2 separate regions of the Bombyx mori genome follow, and region 1 is linked to region 2. The links are chromatin contacts, called in public Hi-C maps. All regions are on one chromosome and are shown on one strand. The core of a region is the stretch at or near the end of the contact, and the rest is flanking DNA. Distances in the headings are between cores, read along the strand shown. Region 1 overlaps LOC101738176 (ras GTPase-activating protein raskol). Region 2 overlaps LOC101738176 (ras GTPase-activating protein raskol).

Region 1 (3,938 bases), core at 83-2,582, 66 kb after region 2:
AAAAGTGAAGGCGAGCTCACGGCGAAGCTCAGCCTGGCGAATTTGCAAACACTAACATGCGCTTGTGCGTTCTTATAATCAAATTTAATTAAAACTTTGTCTTAATAACATCACCGTGTGATAAATAGCGCACGAGTAATTTTAACAAATTTGGGTTTTCATGCAAATGCATACAGTTACAGATAATAAATATATAGACTTGATATAATATTGCAGGGCATGGCCAGGTTTTCACGCTAAAACCTTACGTCATTCACGCCATACCGCTTGTGGACTCTATTAATCGCTTTTAATCAGATTTTTATTTTATTTTTACGCGTTAATTCGCCAGTGTGCTCGTACCATCTAATGAAAAAAACGCGTCCACTATTGTGTCTACAATTAATATGTATCATACATCACTCCTGTTGAAGGCTCAATCATTTTGTGTAACTGTTCTTCCTTCAAACATTGAAAACCAATACACGGGACTGTTTCGCAGCAGAAATAAGGAAAAACTATGTGTACGCGATATAAATGATATCTTCAGAAGAATTCATTTCATTTTCATGTTCTCGCAGGCTTCTCCTGTGAATACGTTTATCTGTTTTTAGTGTCACTTTTTCGTTTGAAATCACAACGGTGCTATAGCGGTTTTCACTTCAAAAACTGGGTCATGAGAACCAATCAACAATTAATAATTGATGCCACTCTACATCAGAAACCCATATGATTCATAAAGAGGGGATAGTTTAATATCAGAGAAGCGCAGAGTCTGTTAGAAATGCGAGTGATGTCAGCCCTCGTAGGTGTTTAATGAATTACATCATACAGTAAAATGACAGCTTCAAATAAAGTTTCTTCAATCCTAAAGTAATTAGCACGTGGTGGGAACAATGACGCCCACATGGGCTCCAGACGATTCACAAATAAAATTTTAGAGTCGTTGACCTGATGAGACTACGTATTTAATACAATTTTATAAGCTTCTAATTAGACCATCTTCTATGTCAGCGTCTTCTAGACTGATTGTCACAATAATAGTATGTTTCTGAACTTTAATAAAGTTCTTTAGATTTTCAAATTCTGTACTCAACAACAAATGAGTTAAACCTCAATATATTATGGTATTACTAAAACTAGACAAAAGATATGGGTAAAAATCGTTGTCAATTGATTTTACAAAGATTTTAAAATTAATTTAATTTTTAAAAACGAATAAGATATTGTAAAATAGTGACATCTATATTATGATTTTTAACTAGATTCAAGTTGCGCCATCTAGTATATACTTAACGAATTATTTCGGTTGTTGTAAATCGTATTCTACTCGCCGCTAGATGGCGCAGTTGACCATAAAAGTTTTTATTCTTATTCGTAAAATATTATATTGTAGTAGACAGTTATAATAATATAATGGCGAGTAGAACAGAATTGACTCCGTTGTGGCGTATAGTATTAATTAAGTATATAACTAAAAGTTTTGGTTATTTATTGGAAACTTTATTTTAATCGTTCTCCCTACGTTGTTGACAGACTAAGTCTCATATTTATTCATTATTTATATTTGAAACAAACGAATTTCTGTATTGTGAACCCCGACGAGACGAAATGAGATTCTGAAAAACAAAGCCAGAGGTTTTATTCGTGTTACTCAACCTAAATACAACCACAAGTGATTCCCAATTGACAATTAATTTTATAAAAGCGAAACTGAATTTGTTTATGTATTAAGATTTCACGTATTATCTAGAAACAACGATTCGTTGGGCATAGAAACTGGACCTGCGTCGTTTTCGATTTTGGGACCAAAAAGTAACGATTTCATGAATTTAAGCTTTCTCCAATTTTCCATAAATTTTTTTGTGTTTAGGCAAATTCAGAATAAAAAATGCTTCATCACAATCAAGTCAATCACTCATTTATTGAAAATATTATATAATATTCACTTATTAACTTAAATAGGAACTTTTTAAAAAGCTTACAAATCGTACTTCATTTGTTTTTAATAATGTTCTAATATCCAGTTAGTTTTCATACTCATTAAATAAAATTGCCGAATTTCAACACACATTACTGGAAAAATAGCAAAACAGTTAGAATTTGAATTTCGAACTAGTGATACGAATGAGATTTGGGGTGCCTAGTTTTTAATTTATAACTCCTAATTTAACAGTGTCTACGAATTGTATATAGTTATAGAACCACGTGCCTGTTGTCATGACAACAAATTTACTGTACTTATAATTACGGTAACATTAAGGTTATGAGAATTAAATCGAATAACTCGCTTTTGGCCCCAAATTTGAAAACGACCCATCTACTGACGTAAATGAATTGCGGCATGGTGCGTCGATACAAAAAAAAGGAACAGCGACTTGTAGTAGTTCGAAAGAGTATCCCAAAGAAAATGAAAATTTAACCAAGCATGAGAGTTAGGTTAGGAGTTAGTTTGGGCTTTTTTTATTGCCATGGAAGGCAAACGAGTACACGACCCGCCTAATGGTGAGTAATTAACATCGCCCATGGCCTTCAACAATACCAGGGGCAGAGCCAAGCCACTGATTACCGTTATCCGTACTCTCCACAAGCGTTGTTTGAAGAAAGAAGGACATGTCATAGCAATCGGAAAACACTGTGGAGGGGAGCTCATTCCAAAGCCGGATGGTACGTGACAAAAAGCTGGTAGGAACCAAAAAAAACTCTTGAAACGCACTGTGGATGAACCCTCCAGGTATGGATGAACTCTACTCCGATGGCGGGCAGTGCGATGCAATATTATTTTCTATTCCATTCCATAGTCCCATTATATATAAAAGTGTCCTCAAATAAAACCTTTTTTATCTAATTATGAATTGATTGACAAAATCTACAGTCGAGCATAGTCACGAGGGCAAGTTTAAAAATAAATACGAGTTTTCATAATTTTCTGAAAGTATTATTGAATGTGATATATCATATAATGAAGCGAGTTCAAGAGTTTTGAATTTTTATAATGTGATTATTCATAATAAGTAATTAATACATTGTATTCTATTGTATTAGTTAATATATTGTGGATTTCCTTGAGCAATTTTGCGTTTACTTACATAAGTTAGTAATATTACACTTAAAGATATATATAGAAACCACCAATGTCTTAAATTACAACGTGGTGAATAGAGTTTTCATGTTTACTTATTTTTACAAATTGTATTAAAATGGAGATTGCTATATTTTATTGATTACAAATTAATTTTAATAATTAGATCAAGGTACAGTGTCCTATTACACAAATGCGCAATCCTATGTCCTCATAGAACTTAAACGTGGTCGGGCGAATTGTGACGCCACGCGGGAATGCCCATCATCCTCCATCGAATTCTGGTGCGAAGCAGTCATACTTTCTAATGGAAAGATGGGACTGCCGTTCTAAAATACACATCGAACTTCGACCACATGTCTCCAAAGCAAGCGGTGGCAATCACGTCTATGATGTCTATAGTTTCTCATCCTTTACGACTGACAATTTTAATTTTTCTTGTTTGACAGTTAATATTAAAAAAAAAAAAAGAATATATATTACAAAGCACAGGCTCGGCCTTCCTACCTGGATCGAATGGCACTTTTAAGTTTACGGAGGCAATTTAGCACTCTGTATCTTTGACTGCCAAAGTAAATTTTCGAGATGATTCCGTTTTTTTTCTTTTTTACTGATGTACCACCAAAACACCTTATTTGACCACACTGCGTACTTTCGTACATGTTTCGCTACCGTAAACCGTTTTACTACGTATCATTAGATCCTGGAATCAACACTCTACGGATTGCCCCCAACGCGGTGTTCTACCAAAGATGTTTAAATGTAATCCTTAGCGGCAAGCAACGTAGCTCACCGATGCCTGCAGACGATAACAACTGTCTCAAAAAGTAAATCGAGTTATACGGTTTAGCGATAAATTAAGAAAAATCAACCCTAT
Region 2 (3,990 bases), core at 114-2,613:
AAGCTTTCTTTGAACTCCTATTATCCATGGCTTTTAACATTATAAATACAAGTAAGTGCAAATCCAATTCAAAGGAATTCCAAAGGTTAAGCTTACGTGAACTTATATTTGACGCAAAGCAAATTTGAATATCCAGTTTCAACAATATCAACTATTGAACGAGTATATACTAAAACTTCTAAACACCAAAGTGCCGCTCTATTACACAAAAAGTTAAAAAAAAGGTACTAAAATCCATTTTTGTCGCAGCATGGTGTCTCCACTATCACTTATTTTTGTGAAGTCAACCTTAATGTTTTCTTCCGAGAGGATTTGTGTTACCGAAAGACAGGTTAACTAAACGACATTTTTAAACTCTTTCCACCCACTAAAAATAATGGTACATAAATAGCATGGCATTTTCACGGTTTGTTGCCGCTCAGTTTCAAATATTCCCCGTTTATTTATGGATTTTGGAATAACGCCGCGTGCAGCGCAAGTTGAGGTGCACTGTTACATTAGCGTGTTTACGTGACTTAATGCCCAGCATAATGCAGTTTTATTTTGTTTTTTTTTAATGTAAAAAACAGTATCGCACGTGTAGAAATGAACCAAACCAGACTTATCATTTTAATTTTAAGGTGACTCGTGAAAAGTCGTATACATGAATATAACTTATTTTACTCTTTAATGTCGCGTTCATTATTAAACTAACACTATAATATTATCATGACAACACTAGTTCGTATACTTTTCATCAAAATTACAACACAGCTTTCCAATGACTTTAATATGAATAAATATGTTTTTCCCGTGAAATTCCGATTATGATGTGCGTAGTCTTTGCGCAGTGAAAATTTGAATCGATTACGTGAATGTCGCGACGGGCACGAGTCAAGGGACCGATGTCAATTAAAACTGTCGAGCCCTAATTGTGACCATTTTAGCTCAATTGCGTCCGACGACCGGCAACACTCGGTCGTTGCAAAACAAGTTGTGAGATATAGTTTATCAAACAAAAAAAAAAACGAAAACTCTTTTGTAAATAAGTACGCCTTGCACGTAATTTTATACCGCAATGTTCTTAGAACGTTTATAGTTCCTTATAAAGGATCGAATCATTTAATCGTACCTAATCGTGGATTTGTGTAGACGAAGATCTGATCCCGTCAAGTCAGCCGTAAGATGAAAAGTGTTCGCCTCAATAAAAAGTTTTTAAGCTGCCTGTTTTGTTTAAAACGTCACTAGGCAGTAAAAAGTTCAAGTATGCAGGGCCATGAAAGTACAGGCGTAATCGATTTGTGCCGCATGGGTGCACGACCGTCACGCCCTCTACTGTCTGTCCGTTCCCTCCTTGACAACGCTCCCTCTCCGCCACTGATCGGTGGCTGGTGCAACTAATGACACATCAGTCGCACGACGAACCCAGGCTTATGCTACAACGGTTGACTAATTAGAAGCGATGGCCATATTAAAACGATTTGAAACATTATTTCTGTAAACGAGTAATATCGTACGAGCAGCTCATACAGGATGTGCATTGTCTAAAAATAAAACGTGTCATCAAACGAGTTTCGTTTTGAATCAGTATTGTTCTTAATTAAGATCTTTTCCGGGAATTTGTTTTGTTATAGGCTGAATCCAGCTGAATCGAATCATGACGTTTGATGTTTTTAACAATTAGTTCATTTTTAGTACTTATTGTGTCCCAAAATATTACAATACATACATAGTATAGTTCTTTTTATGAAAAACTTCTATGGACGAAACGATTCCTTGCCAAAACTTATCATAAACGAGGAAAGCAAAAAATATATACATATATAAATACATACATTTTGCGCATTCTTAATTATACGGTCTTCGACACATTGAACACGCCATCTAGTGTCTTTTTATATAGACCAGAAATATTACAGTCGCCAAAGAACAGATGTCGCTAACTATGCATCGCGAGCTACTATTCTGTTACTATTTGATGATAGATGGCGCTACTTTACGAGTATCCCTGTTTGACGCTAGATGTCAGTATATTTTTATATTTGCTAAAAAATATAAATTTATTACTCTCGATTCTTTAAACAGTAAAAGATCAAACAAACAGACGAGTTTAAACGGAGTTGTAGAGTTACGCAGATGCCGTGCATATATTGCGTGAATCTCGCAACCCACCTTAAGACAAGTCTAGTCTCGATTACTTTGTCATGACGGCTCTCCTATATAACTGGAATCCATGGTTCTTTGCAGCAAGGTTAGGTAGGACAGATACATCCCAATACTAGTACTATCAACATTTTAACCGCTAATACAAAAAGAAAGGCGTTAACTGTTTAATGACCAAAAGGATCAAATGTGTTTATTTATGTGAAGACTTAATCGACATAATATTTCTTACTATTTTTAGAGTAACTTTTTTGCGTCTTTATAGGAGATTATTGTTGAGCTTGGACAAAACAAATCTTTTTCACAGATAGATATTTTTTGTTTATATTCACTGAAATTATCTCTGCATTCTGCTGTCCTAAGTCCCATAGATATGTAATATACAGAATGTTGTGTAACTTAATACTAAAACATAAATAGTACCTACATATACTACAAAAATCTTTACAGCTTCTTCTGCTCTTTGCCCTTATCCTAAGTTTTGTCTGGTGGGCGCAGCATATCCTACACGAATTCTTTTATGGTACTAAAAATTATTTACGAATTATTAACTTATAAATAAATGATTAATTATTAACTGCATTCTCTAAACTACCTCCGAACTCTTCACAGCTACCATCATGTCAATCTTAACCCTCAGAAACAGCCCATTGAGTTTCTCGCCGGATCTTCTCTGTGGGTCGAGTGGTAGATTCTACGAAGCACGGCTCTTGCTAGGGTTCGTGTTAGCAACGTCGTCAGGTTTGAGCCCCGCGAGCTCACCTACTAGTTAAGGTTACGCTGATATAGCCTCTCAAGGCTATCTATCAGCTTAGGTAAGAAAAAAAAATGAATCTTAAGCATCATAGAGAACACATAAGAAATGGGCTTACCTTGTGCGGGGGCAGCCCGTAAGGAGACCGAGTCATCTTCAACTTCGTCTTCCACATCCTCTTCAGTAATGGAAGGCGGAGCGGCCCAGCAGCGTAGTCTCACGCCCGCACTCGGCACCTGCCCTCCGGTGTCAAGCCGCACTCGAGGAAGGCTCCTCGAATTGTATTCCCCGTTGTTATTGTTGATCTGCAAACGAACATTTACGTAAAATAACACGGGTCAACACCAAATTTGACATTGATTGCGAAGCATAAAATTTCGATATTTTAGATCGTAATCAGACGGAAAAAAAATACATGGCATAAAACAGTTTGCTTTTGAACTTTAAAAAATTGACCACATATGAAACAAAATGCATCAGCATCGTATTTACACTTTCGTAACATTTCAAGTTTTTCTGGGCTTGTACAAAACACCTGATCGTTGTTTATGACTCGAGTGCCATCTAGTGGCACTGTGTAAACGTAAACACCCCACTCTCATAGCGCGGTTTTTTTGAAAGTATTAAAATTTATTAAAATTTATAATAAAATTGAAAAATGAGTATTATTACTATAACTATCACAAAAGCAAACTTTATACCAAAAAATCGGTTGTCTGTAAAGTCGGTTTACTGACGATAGTTGAACGTGACAACGTCATAAGAAAATACTGATGGAATGATTTCATTTTTCAAAAGAAAAACTAATTATGTGGTGTCGTGGGACACCAGGTAGGAACGAAGTTCCTTCGGCTAATGTAGAATCGACACAATTTGCAAAAAAAAAACGTGCTCAATTTTATGTTGGTTTTCTTGATTTTTCTTTTAAATTTTGCTGATTAGTTTTTATTTAAGTACAGGAAAGTATTTAGGAAATTCAGTATTTTAGGAAATAATAAATTACGTAAAATAAAAATAAAATCATAATTCAAATTATCAATTAAAATAACAAAATATGTATTTTTATTTTTGTTTGACAACATAAAATTACACAG

What was found. Hi-C and Micro-C count contacts between places; a contact is called where the count stands out from the background.
Region 1: a contact with region 2 is called in a Hi-C map of middle silk gland, with 3 times the contacts expected there. The contact joins two enhancer-like sites. A contact is called at or near these places in 6 of 7 Hi-C or Micro-C datasets (middle silk gland, midgut, an unstated tissue and 1 more).

The regions. Positions count from the first base shown.
Region 1 is chr15:5,344,464-5,348,401 of ASM3026992v2, forward strand. The region is part of intron 2 of LOC101738176 (ras GTPase-activating protein raskol); the gene reads right to left. Among protein-coding and RNA genes, the nearest start is that of LOC101738176, 29 kb to the right of the region's middle. Within about 2 kb of position 1,333, at least 6 of the 8 cell types and tissues checked have open chromatin away from gene starts, as enhancers often do.
Region 2 is chr15:5,278,283-5,282,272 of ASM3026992v2, forward strand. It overlaps LOC101738176 (ras GTPase-activating protein raskol), which reads right to left. Exons shown (of 19, transcript XM_038015935.2): 4 at 3,015-3,201. Among protein-coding and RNA genes, the nearest start is that of LOC134200270, 45 kb to the left of the region's middle. Within about 2 kb of position 1,364, at least 8 of the 8 cell types and tissues checked have open chromatin away from gene starts, as enhancers often do.